Linked DNA regions of Mus musculus: all the other regions are linked to region 1. The links are chromatin contacts, called in public Micro-C and promoter capture Hi-C maps. All regions are on one chromosome and are shown on one strand. The core of a region is the stretch at or near the end of the contact, and the rest is flanking DNA. Distances in the headings are between cores, read along the strand shown.

What was found. Promoter capture Hi-C pulls out the DNA fragments that hold promoters and counts their contacts. Hi-C and Micro-C count contacts between places; a contact is called where the count stands out from the background.
Region 2: a Micro-C map of trophoblast stem cells shows a contact between it and region 1, with 5 times the contacts expected there. The contact joins two enhancer-like sites. A contact is called at or near these places in 60 of 484 Hi-C or Micro-C datasets (the AML12 cell line, B cells, the Ba/F3 cell line and 40 more), 7 of 115 datasets of contacts at active chromatin or transcription factors (bone marrow-derived dendritic cells, bone marrow-derived macrophages, craniofacial prominence and 1 more) and 3 of 9 other capture datasets (adipose tissue, embryonic stem cells and liver).
Region 3: a promoter capture Hi-C map of trophoblast stem cells shows a contact between it and region 1, with 4 times the contacts expected there. The contact joins the promoter of Siglec1 here to the enhancer-like site in region 1. A contact is called at or near these places in 12 of 39 promoter capture datasets (the C10 cell line, cranial neural crest, embryonic stem cells and 8 more), 2 of 15 datasets of contacts at CTCF or cohesin (embryonic stem cells and large pre-B cells), 1 of 484 Hi-C or Micro-C datasets (embryonic stem cells), 5 of 115 datasets of contacts at active chromatin or transcription factors (acute myeloid leukemia, embryonic stem cells and fetal liver) and 4 of 9 other capture datasets (adipose tissue, embryonic stem cells, liver and 1 more).

Annotation. Positions count from the first base shown.
Region 1 is chr2:131,296,195-131,300,205 of GRCm38.p6, reverse strand. Pank2 (pantothenate kinase 2) reads right to left here. Exons shown (of 7, transcript NM_153501.2): 7 at 1,018-3,933. The coding sequence ends at 3,883. Rnf24 (ring finger protein 24) reads left to right here. Exons shown (of 6, transcript NM_178607.4): 6 at 1-1,718. Among named protein-coding and RNA genes, the nearest start is that of Mir103-2, 10 kb to the right of the region's middle. Within about 2 kb of position 1,370, at least 9 of the 459 cell types and tissues checked have an H3K27ac peak or open chromatin away from gene starts, as enhancers often do. A contact at or near this core is called in trophoblast stem cells, where this site is marked.
Region 2 is chr2:131,511,385-131,515,039 of GRCm38.p6, reverse strand. It overlaps Smox (spermine oxidase), which reads right to left. Exons shown (of 7, transcript NM_145533.2): 2 at 2,823-3,056. The coding sequence starts at 3,030. Among named protein-coding and RNA genes, the nearest start is that of Gm30732, 13 kb to the left of the region's middle. Within about 2 kb of position 1,324, at least 37 of the 459 cell types and tissues checked have an H3K27ac peak or open chromatin away from gene starts, as enhancers often do. A contact at or near this core is called in trophoblast stem cells, where this site is marked.
Region 3 is chr2:131,084,850-131,088,736 of GRCm38.p6, reverse strand. It overlaps Siglec1 (sialic acid binding Ig-like lectin 1, sialoadhesin), which reads left to right and starts at 1,972. Exons shown (of 21, transcript NM_011426.3): 1 at 1,972-2,687; 2 at 2,920-3,279; 3 at 3,523-3,822. The coding sequence starts at 2,621.

The DNA.
Region 1 (4,011 bases), core at 121-2,620:
AGGCTGGCCTCAAAATCAGAAATCCAGGGCCTTCTGCCTCTGCTACAATTAAAGGCAGAGCACCATGCCGAGCCTCCACATTGAATCTTGACTTGCTCAGTCTTCCTTGAGTCTTTGAATAGGTAATCCTTATAAAATTCACACATCACAATAGTTGCCTTCCTTGAAAAACTATCCCATGAGCACTGGATTCATTTTTGTTTCTTTAGTCTCCTTTTATGGGAATGTGGGGTGGGGGTGGGGGCAGAGGCTATACAGAGAGCTTACCCAGAAGTGTATTGAGTGTATTGTGTGTGAAAGGTAAGCCTGAAGTAGAGGTTTTTGCATTTACATTCCTTTTTATATGGCTTCCTTCACAGATCCATCCCTCAGTATCCCTAATAAAACAGCACAGCTGCTTCCCCTACCTTCTCCAGGATGACAAAAGCTTGCCCCCCAGTCCTAATCAGTCTCTCCAGGTGCCTGGACCAGCTGCCATCTTCCTCCCTCTCCTTAGTTGGTGCCTGTGCTTTTGAAGCAGGAAAGCATGTAGTAAGAGATCTCTTAAGTCCCCAGGGCTAACAGTCATTCTGCAAATGAGACATAGAAGCAAATACTTTGTATAGAATTTTCCCACACCCAACTCTTTTTTGCCCTCTCCCCTTCTAAGGTAAAAGTTCTCCTTCAGGCAGCCAGTGAGGGAGAAAGCATACCTGTACCTTGCTCTCCAGCATCCACCACCCAAGGTCTCCCCTACTCACCTGCTTCCCTGCAGCCTAAGCTGCAGCCAGTGGGTAAGGAGGAGACTCGCCCCTTTGGCACTTCATCGACTCTAGCCTGGTTAATCTTCCCTGATAAGAACCTCCTGAGGAGCTGGTGAGATTGTTCAGTGGCTCAGAGCACTGGCCGCTCTTCCGATGACCCAGGTTCAGCTCATAGAACCCACCTTGTGACCCTCAGCTTCAATCTGTAACTTCAGTTACAGATCTGGCATCTGAGTGTACCAGGTGCAAACATGTACATGCAAGCAAACACTCATACACATAAAAATAAATTTTTATTTTTAAAAAATTGCTTAAATGGGACCATCAAAGTATTTAACTTAATCTTAGAGGTAGGGACCTAAAATGCCAGGTAAAGGTTTTTTAAATAAGATTAACAGGACCTATCAGTTTTCAAGTTCAGCTTTAGAACCCAAATTATTTCAAGATGCTTTTATTCCAGTTAGCTCAGCACGTATCCAAATTCTTCGTTCCTTTGTTCACAGGATCAGGAAAAGCTACCCCTGCTGTTTCAAAGACACGCTGTAGCTCAGATCATGACCTCACCAGTGTTAAGGGACTCATGTGGTTGAACCCTCAGCGCCGTCCATGCCTCTCCTTCCAGGCTGTGGTGGAGAATGTGACGGCTTGGGGCCATTGCCTCTGTCTGAGGACATGTCCAGGAAGGTGGAGGAATGGCACTTTAGTCTTGTCGTTTAGCCCTATGGGGCTTATTTACTAGATATAACTCCCTCAAAAAAGGTTTATGAAATGCTGAGCCTCAGGTTTCATAGACGTGTTTGTACACTAAGAATTCTGCAGCAGAATATTTTTAAACATTGGTTTTTGTAAGCTATATTTTTGTATATTTAATTGCTATTTTAAAACTTTAATGCATTTTTTGCTAATCACTTGTTTAAAAATAAAACATGCATGTAATCGACCCAAACGTGTAAATAAAGAGCAAATTTTGAAATACTTTGTATTTGGACCTGTCAACTTTTGCACTAGGGCGAGGTAAGGTGTGGCACACTGATGGGGGAAAGGCATCAGGCCACACCACACCATGCATTGCATTTGTGGTGGCTTGATGTATATAGCTTTGTCCTTTGACAGTCTGCCACATTCCCAGAACTTGCCCTAACCCTAATGCCAGGTGGTGAGCGGCTCTGAACTCAGCTTTAGCCCATGGCTTCACCAAGGCACACGTAACCCTGGAGCTACCTCCAAGCAACCTTGTAACCCATCTCTATAACCGTTTGCTCTTGGACTCCCGGATCCCTGTACCCCAGGTTGTTTTCCCTGTAACCTGCTCCTTCACTGCCGATTATTATTATTTTCTTGTGCTCTGGGGTTCACTAACTCCTCCCACAAATAAATACATCCTCTGCGTTGTCTCTGACCCAAATGACCCGTGCTTTAGGGGTTCTCAAAACCAGGCGTTCTAAAACCAAACTAGGTATCTTCAAGCACCCCCTAGACCCAGCCACTGATGCCCACAAGACATTACCTCTTTGCGTAGGCCAGCCTCCTCCCATCTTAGTTCAAGCTACTTTGTGCTCCAGGGCCACAAACCTTCCTTTCTGAGTGGGAGAAGTGAAGTGGAGCTTTAGGCTATCAAAACAATGACCTGGATTGGACAGCTAAGAAAAGACAAGATGGTTCTAACAGACACTGCAAGTGGCTCCCAGTTCAGAAGTGGTTGTGAGGTGGAATGTGTGTATTTCTGCAAATAGTGCTGGAATCAACAGGAAGACAGCTTGGCGAGACTCAGTTGAGCTTGAAAGTGGAACTGTCAGAGTGTAGACAGCAGCCAGGGAAGCAGGTGAGAACTGGAAAAGATGAGGCTCTGAAACAAACCCTTTGTATTTATGGAGTTTACTAGTGGCGCACACCTATAATCCAGCACTTCGGAGGTGAAGGCAACTAGATCTGCAGTTCAAAGGCCAGCCTCAGCTATACAGTATTAATGTCGAGTTTGAGGTTAGCCCTCACCACCCGAGACACTATTTAAAGGAAATAGAACCCATCCCCAGAATGACCCTGGGCTGAGCACAACTGAGGAAAGAAATAGACAGTGATGGTGTGGGTCACAACAGCACCACACATCCTGTTGGGCTCTGTGATCCTGAGGCTTGTTCGTCTAACACTGTGGGAGGAGCTTCAATGTAGGAAGACAGAACCATGAATACAAAGCACTGGTCACAACTGTCAAATAGGAGTCACCTGAGGGATGGCAGGGAAGAACACAGCCCTGCCCCAGATGGAGAAACTTTCTAATAAAAGTGCAGTTTTGAGGATCTCTCAGAAGCAAAGCAGGGATTAGCAGGAGGGAAAACTACCATCCCTGCAACACCCCGTGTACTGTGCTGCCAGCACAATGGAACCCTTAGTCCTAATGGGCCAAAGTATGTAATAAAAGCCAACTATATCCCTGTGGGAACTGAGAACCATCAAGCAGGCTAGCCAGCCAAATCCAATCCTAGTTCCCATAGTCCAAACCAACAAGAGCCTTCTGTTGCCCCAGAGCTGGCACCAGAACCCATGGCTGAATGGCAGAATCCTTCCCAGCCAGAGCTCGAGGTCTCCATTCCAGCTCCAAGGCTGCTGTGAACAGGCCCACCCTTGCCTTCAGCTACAATGCAGGCCATCTCTTAACATCAGATGCAGAACAATCCTGCCAAGTTTTCAGAAGCTTGAAATAACCCATTTTCAGTATGTTAACATAGGCTAAACATGATCCAGCGCGCAAAGAAAGATGACCTCCAAGGCATACTGATGAAAGCGGTTAGATTCTCACATACATTTCAACAGGACAAGCAGTCAGCTGCTGGTGGGAGTCCAGAAAGCTCCACGTATGCCCAAGTGGGTGATGCTGGGATTCCAAAGCACCTCAGGGGTTAATAACGCTGCCCTGAGAATACCCTATAAACAGCAAATCCTCATACTGCCTAGACGGGGGTGGGATGGGGTGTCCTTAGACAAAATTTTAAGAATTTATCTTGATGTCTTAGAAAAATACATTTGTTTCTTGCTCTGATTTGAGTAGTACACGATCATAAAACTTGAGTCTCTTAACAAAACAAAACAAAAAAATCCACAGATGTCTCTGTGGCAGGTTTCAGGAAGTCCTCTCGGTAAGTCAGGGTATCTTCAACAGCTCGAGGAGTGCTCCAACGGCTCCAAAATATCCCTGAAAATTGACAGACCACAAGTAAGATTTTTTTTTAATTAATCTTATATATATATTTTAAGATTTATTTATTATTGT
Region 2 (3,655 bases), core at 75-2,574, 210 kb before region 1:
CTCCCCATGCTTGCTAGGCCTATGCCCAGGATCACCTGCACAAGGTGATGTCACCCACAGTGAGCTGAGCCCTTCCACGTCAATCATCAGTCAAGATGCACCACGGGCCATTTCAGTGGGGGTAGTTTCAAAATTGAATTCCCTCTTCCAAAATGACTCAAGCTTGTGTCAAGCTGACAAAAAAAAAAAAAAAAAAAAAAAAAACAACTAGCCAGCACTCTCAAAGTAACAACTATGTAAAGAAACAGAGATTCACCTTGCTAGCAACATGAGCTCAGACCAAACCCTACACTTCCTACCAGACAAGAGGGTAAGGCCATTTAGAGATCCTAACCAACTTGAGTGACATTTCCATGTGACCCTGAAATGCAAGAATCAAGGCAAAGCCAGCAAGAGACTCACTTACCCCTACCTGAGTCCTGTCCACACTTCCTTCCCACAGACCTTATAAGCTCTTATATCTGGGGTGGCTTGCTCTGTAGCAGGAGCTGTCTGACACAGTCTAAAGACAGTAGCATTGTCCCTCAGCCCAAGAAGTAGGCATGTCCTCCTTATCTGCATGCCTTCCCTTTCTTGGGTTGTTTCTAATTAAACCACTAGTTACTAAAAATAGCCCTGTGAGATGAATGTGCCTACAACAAAACACAGCCTCATGCTGCAGCTAGAAGAGAACAACTGCCTGGTGTCTCTGAAAGAGGCAGGCATGCGCAGACCCCCATGTGTAGGAAAAGTAAGCAGACTGAAGGACCAAAAACAGAAAGCCCAGGACCCTGCCCACAGGACCGCCTGCTGGCCGGTGAGGGTACCGCTAGAGCCTCAGGCATCTGTTCTACATTGAGCTCCCATTAGGAGCAGAGGGAGAACAGTAATATTATTATTGTTGTTATTGCTATTATTATCAATTTGTTTTTACCCAATGCTGCACATGTATATAGTACAGTACCAGCCACTCTCTCCTCCCCAGAAGCCCTCCCTCACATGCCACCACCAAGGGTACTTCTCTCGCTCATGGCCGTCTCGGCCACACCTGTATTCCCAAGGGCTCCAGGCACCACCTCATGCCTACTCACCTCCTAGCAAGTGGTATCCTCAGAGCTGGCTCTGGACCCCTGCTCTCACTTCTGACAGGGACATGGCCATCATGCCATGCTGCAGCATGTCCATTGACACACTGGGTTCTGAGGCCTGCCTGTCTGCACACAACACAGGTACCCTGACCAGCATGTTCTCCCCTCTCTCTTCACATTCATTATTCCACACAGCCTAGTCACTCCCTCTTCTCTGCCTGGCAAGCTTCCCATCTGGTCGTCTGACACCCTGTGCCTTCCCTGCATGGTCTCAGTTGTCAGCTGCCTCAGGGACTGGGCCACCTATCTCCCCATCTTCTGTTTCTACATCAAACTCTAAATAGCTCATCAAGCCCAAAGAATCATAAATGGGACTGCTCTTCCCGGAGGCTGCCAGCCAGCCAATCAACAATGAGCAAAGAGCCCTGGGGCTCCTTGGCTGCCCCAGCCTTGTGAGAACTTTGGACAGCACTTTCATTCTTACTGCCAAGAGTCACCCAAGTTTGTGCCTGAAAAAGAGAAACAGAGACCCTGTCTCAAAAAAGAAATGTTAGAAAGCAATTGTGGGAGATAATCAATGTGGGCCTCTAGCCTCTAAACACACAGACACACACACACACACAAATTCATATACACACAAACACACACATAGCACACACACACACTCATACACACTCTCACACACACTCACACATAGACACACACATACATACAGACACACATTCACACATAGCACACATACACTCATACACACTCTCACACACTCACAGACATATTCATGCACTCACACAGACACACATTCACACATAGCACACACACACTCATACACCCTCTTACACACTCACAGACATACACACACTCACATACACACATACACACACATAGCACATACATACACATACAGAGATACACACGCACTCACATAGACACAGATGCACACAGATGCACACACTCACACATACTCATGCAGCACATACTCACACAGCACACACTCACATAATGCACACTCATAACACATACACTCACAGACATACACATTCTCACATACACACATACACATACTCACTCACACATAGCACACATACACACGTACATATACACACAGAGGGTCAAATCTCTCACATACACCAGGTCACTGCATGTTTTCTCACTGGGTCGTCTTCATACTCCCAACCCACTCAACCCACTGCTGGCCAGAACACCCTACACACACGGTGGCTGTCAGAACCCTCATCTCCAGCTCCATTTCAGGAAATATCTCTACGCTCTAGAACCCTAGCAACATCTTCCCATCCCAGGGGCAAGTCTCTTCTTTGGCTGCAACAAGGACCGATCTTTACAGACAACCCTAAGACACACATCACCCACAGGGAAGCCTAAAATCCCCCTTCCACTCTAATAACCCTAGTTCCTGTTGTCTGTCCTCAGTTATGATAACCTAACTCATACTAAAAACTAATGACTAATCAGAACTTATACAATGCCCCCTCCTTCTTGTGACTTTAAAATGAGGACCCACAGTTCTTAGACAGTATGCCCTCCCAACAAACATTGTCAGCCCCAACTCTAACACCAAGACAGCATTCTCCAAAGTGGGATGTCAGTGCAAGGGCCTACGGAAGCTTCTGGAAAACACCCACGCAAGTGCATGAGCAAACACTTATCCCAAGGAAAGGTTACATTAGTAAGACTTGAGGCAGGACCAGAGGAACAAAAGGTGGCCTAGAGAGGTAGCTGGGCCCGAGTGATGCTTACCAAGCCTCACACTCTGCACACGGCCCCCAATGTGGCTGGAAGCCTCAAGCACAGTGACATCCGTGAAGCCCTGCTCCAGAAGGGCTCTAGCTGCAGCCAGGCCAGCCAAGCCAGCACCGATCACCACCACACGAGGCTGTCCCCTTCTCCGTAGGCCACGACTGAGAGGGTCATCCGCACTGTCGCCACTGGATTCACAACTTTGCATGCCGTCCGTGCTCACCTTCTAGGAGCCTGTGAGGAGAGATGGGGGCTGGGGGTCAGCTCACCTGACCCAAGGGAATCACTGCAAGCTGCCCCCATTCCTTAAAGATCAAGAAGATCAAGAAGAAACATCCTCTAAATGCAGAAAGGGAGATGGGAAGGGGCAGCGAGATATGAGAGCCAGGGAGGGAGCGTGTGTTTTAGGGCCCACTAACAGGTAAGAGGTGGGATCCATCAATTCTACCCCCAAACCTCTTAGGCTTTGCCTGTTCCTCACCCAAGGTCTAAAGTATGGACAAGAGGTGACCTGAGAAGAGATGACCAAACAGGCCAAAGTCAGGAGACTTACCCTAATGCCTTGCTCAACCCTGCATAGCTGCCCTCTGTGCCAACCCCAGGCTGCTTACACAGCCATCAGGATATTCACACATACCAGAGTTACTTGCACAGGCTCCAGAATGTTCACAGCAGCCCAGAACACTTGTACACACAGCACTGGGCTCTGTCCCTGGCTCTCACCTGGCACTTCTGCCCCCTTCCGTCTTTCTCCTCTCTCCTTGCCTTTCGGCTGGCTTTCTGAGTATCAGTGAGGTGGCAATGTGGTGGGAAGGACAGAGTCTTCACCTCCC
Region 3 (3,887 bases), core at 723-3,222, 210 kb after region 1:
CCTGGACTCCCTCTCCACCCTCTCCAGGTAGTCAGTGAAGCCATGTGCTGGATGGGCTGTGGCCTGGGGGATGTCATCAGTTTCCTGTCCCCACTTCCAGTCTCCCCAGGACTGCTTGTCTCTGCTGAGTCGGCAGGAAGCTGGGAGGATTGCACAGTTGCAACATTGTGTCTATGATAAAATATACATCAGATGGAGTTTCCTGTCCTATCTTTAGGCATATATTTACATTGTTACATAGCTGCCACCACTATCCATTTCCAGTCCGTTCTCACCATCCACAACGTAGTCTCTGTACCCATCAGATAGTAACTCCATATTCTCTCCTCTCCCAGTCCCCAGTAACTTCATCCATTTTCTGTTTCTAGATGGTTCATTAACTTGAGCAATGTAGTATTTGCTTACTATGTTATAGAGGACGTGTCAGAGCTGCATCTGTTCTGATTAATCCACTATATACATAGGCACATCTCTCTATCCATCTCTCTGTTGATAGACACAGGGATCTTTCTATCCTATGACAGGTGTGAAGGATGCTGCTGTGAACGTGGTTTAGCGGTGTCTGCTTGGAGCTCAGCTTCTGTCCCTATAGGTTCTCATCCTGTCCCATTTCCTAGTTCTACACCGACTTCTTGAGGAATCCTCAGTCTCCCACACTGCACCATTCCACATTCCCACTAACGATGTGCAGGGCTCCTATTTCTGTGCATCCTCACCAACAGTTTTTATTCTTGTTTTTTTTTTTTTTTCATTAGTAGCCATCATAGTGGTTGGTTGTTCCCATGTTTGCTGATGTGTGTGTCTTCTATCCTTTGCCACTTAACTCCCCCTGAGACAGGATCTCTTACAGCTGAGCTGGCTAGCCAGCTAACCCCAGGAATTCTTCTGTCTCTCTCTGCTCCAACCAGTGCTGGGCCTGCATTCAGGAGCTTCGGTAGTTGTACAAATGCTCACACCCGGTACGGTACCGTGTTCTTACCCCCTGAACTGCCCCCCAGCCCTCACTCTGGTTCCGACTTATGTTTTCCTCACGCGTCTTTTCATTGGTTTGTTGCCTTGCATTTCTTCAATGAGAAGTGTCTATTCAAGTCCTTTGCCCATTTTCCTAGATGGGTTGTTTTATTTCAGAGGAGGCTATGGTACTGTCAGAATTCTTGACATGTTCTGGATACTAGTCTTCAATAAATGATTCTCAAATATTTTCTCTCATTCTTTGGCTGTCTTTTTCATTTCTCTGCACAGTTTTTGTTTGTTTGTTTGTTTTTGTTTGTTTGCTTGGTTTTTTTTTTTTTTTTTTGGCTCACACAAAAATCAAGTCCCTCTTACCTACTTCCCCCTTTTCTTTTTTGAGGCACGGTCTTCGTAGCTTGCCCTGACGAGCGAGCCTTAAACACAGGATCCTCCCACTACAGCTTCCCGAACGCTAGAATCACGAAGCATTACCACTGAGCTTCGCTTCTAAGTCAGGAAAGCACTGCGTGGTCCAAAGCCATGGAGACTGACATCTGGGTTGTTTTCTAGGTGTTTCTTGGACTGCTGTGTCTGCCGCCTGTGGTGTTCCTTCCTGCTGTGGCACCCTTTGGCACAGGGCTTGCTCCTTGTGCATGGTATACAATAAGCATGTTTGTGGGTGTGAGTGTATGGCGACCTGACCCAGGAAAGTTTCCTTGACACCTCTCTAGCCTGACTCTGGACCACACACCCTTGTCATAATCACTGAGATCCCTGTAGGTCTGGGGCTCTGCACTGCTGTGGACCACAAATTCCCAGGCCTAGGTCTTCAGAAATGGGTGGATGCCCATGGCTGCCAAGAAGAGGGAAAACATAAAGCTTTCTCTGCTGTGGCCACAAGGACTCAGCCCAGAGGGGAAGTTACAGATTTATGCAGCATCCTGAAGGTTGAGTAAGATTTCTGTGAGCAAAGATCATTTATGGTGGGGGTGGAACTGGGCAGTGAGGGAGCCAGGGAGCAGACAAGATTAGGCCTAGAGTAAGTCTATGAAACACAGAGAAAGGGGACAGCATAGGGGTTAAGAAATGAGGTCTTTCAAAATCTCAGGGGGCAATGAGGAGTTTTTTGAGAGAGGAAGGACTCTTTAAAGGAAGTTGAAGGAGGATTCTGTGAACTTGAGACCACCCTGAGCTGCCAAGTTGAGAACTTTGTCTACAAACAAGCCAGGCAGCCTCAGCGTGTGCTCAGTCCGACTTGTAGCTGGAGAGGCAGGAGACCAATTTCCGGTGCTTACGGTGCTTGCTGGATGCCCTGGAGTAAGTGACAGGGTCTCACTGGACTCCAGGTTCTGTTGGTTTGAGTAATAGGAGGCGGCAGGGGAGAAGTGAAGAGAGACATGCACTGCTGATCTGCCTTGAGGCTGTGTCCTTAAGGGGTGGAGCCAAGGGGCACAGAAGACTCTCTGGGACATGCCACCAAGTGAGAGCATTTCCAATCACTCCCTGAGCCAGGAACAGGGGCTTCTGGTTCCCTGCTGGTGGCTGCCACAGCAGTCCTTCCTGTTGGGTTGACCAACACAGCAGGTGAGATAAACCCTATAGACTTGGGCCCTGGAGTGCTCCAGGCAGTCTCTGTGTGCCTACCCACCCGGCTTCCCTAGGCACCTGAATGCACCTGGGCACTGGGATGTGTGTCCTGTTCTCCCTGCTCCTGCTGGCCTCTGTCTTCTCACTAGGTAAGCTGCACGAGGCTAGTGCCTCTCATAGGGTCTGGCCTCTGTGGACTCAGCACAGAAGCCTAGACTATGATCAGATGTGACTGAGCACACCCCATCCTTGGGGCACTAAGAGGGAAATTAGATTAGATTTGGAGCCTGTTTGGAGCACCCTCTTTTGGGGCAGGTGACAGGGCTCTGTTCCCAGGCTTGCATCACCCTTTTCTCTGTTGCTCTTCCTACCCTCCTCTAGGCCAGACCACATGGGGTGTCTCCAGTCCCAAGAATGTGCAGGGCTTGTCGGGATCCTGCCTGCTCATTCCCTGCATCTTCAGCTACCCTGCCGATGTCCCAGTGTCCAATGGCATCACAGCCATCTGGTACTATGACTACTCGGGCAAGCGGCAGGTGGTAATCCACTCAGGGGACCCCAAGCTGGTGGACAAGCGTTTCAGGGGTCGAGCTGAACTGATGGGGAACATGGACCACAAGGTGTGCAACCTGTTGCTCAAAGACTTGAAGCCTGAAGACTCTGGCACCTACAACTTCCGCTTTGAGATCAGTGATAGCAACCGCTGGTTAGATGTCAAAGGCACCACGGTCACTGTGACAAGTGAGGAGCCTGGGGACTGGTCGCGGTCAGGGACTCCTAGGCTGCTGCTCCAGCCCTGTCCTTTGACCTGAACCTTGCCTAGGCCTTCAGCTCTGACCTTTGCCTATTATTTTTCACTCTGTGACATTCTCCTTTTCTTGAGTCCCCCTCCCCCCAAGTCTTGTCCTTTGGTTGGGGTTGTGGGGACAGTGTGAGGTACAGTGAGGTGAGGGGAGCCCTGAGAATTACTGCCTTTGTTTTCAGCGGATCCCAGCCCCCCCACTATTACCATTCCTGAGGAGCTGCGTGAAGGCATGGAGAGGAACTTCAACTGTTCCACACCCTACCTGTGCCTGCAGGAGAAGCAAGTCAGCCTGCAGTGGCGAGGCCAGGACCCCACCCACTCTGTCACCTCCAGCTTCCAGAGCCTCGAGCCCACTGGCGTCTATCACCAGACGACCCTACATATGGCCCTATCCTGGCAGGACCACGGTCGGACCCTGCTCTGCCAGTTCTCATTGGGCGCACACAGTAGTCGGAAAGAGGTTTACCTGCAAGTGCCACGTGAGTATATCACACCCTTGTCACCGAACACCATTTCTATAGCTCTCTGACCAAAACCAGCTTGG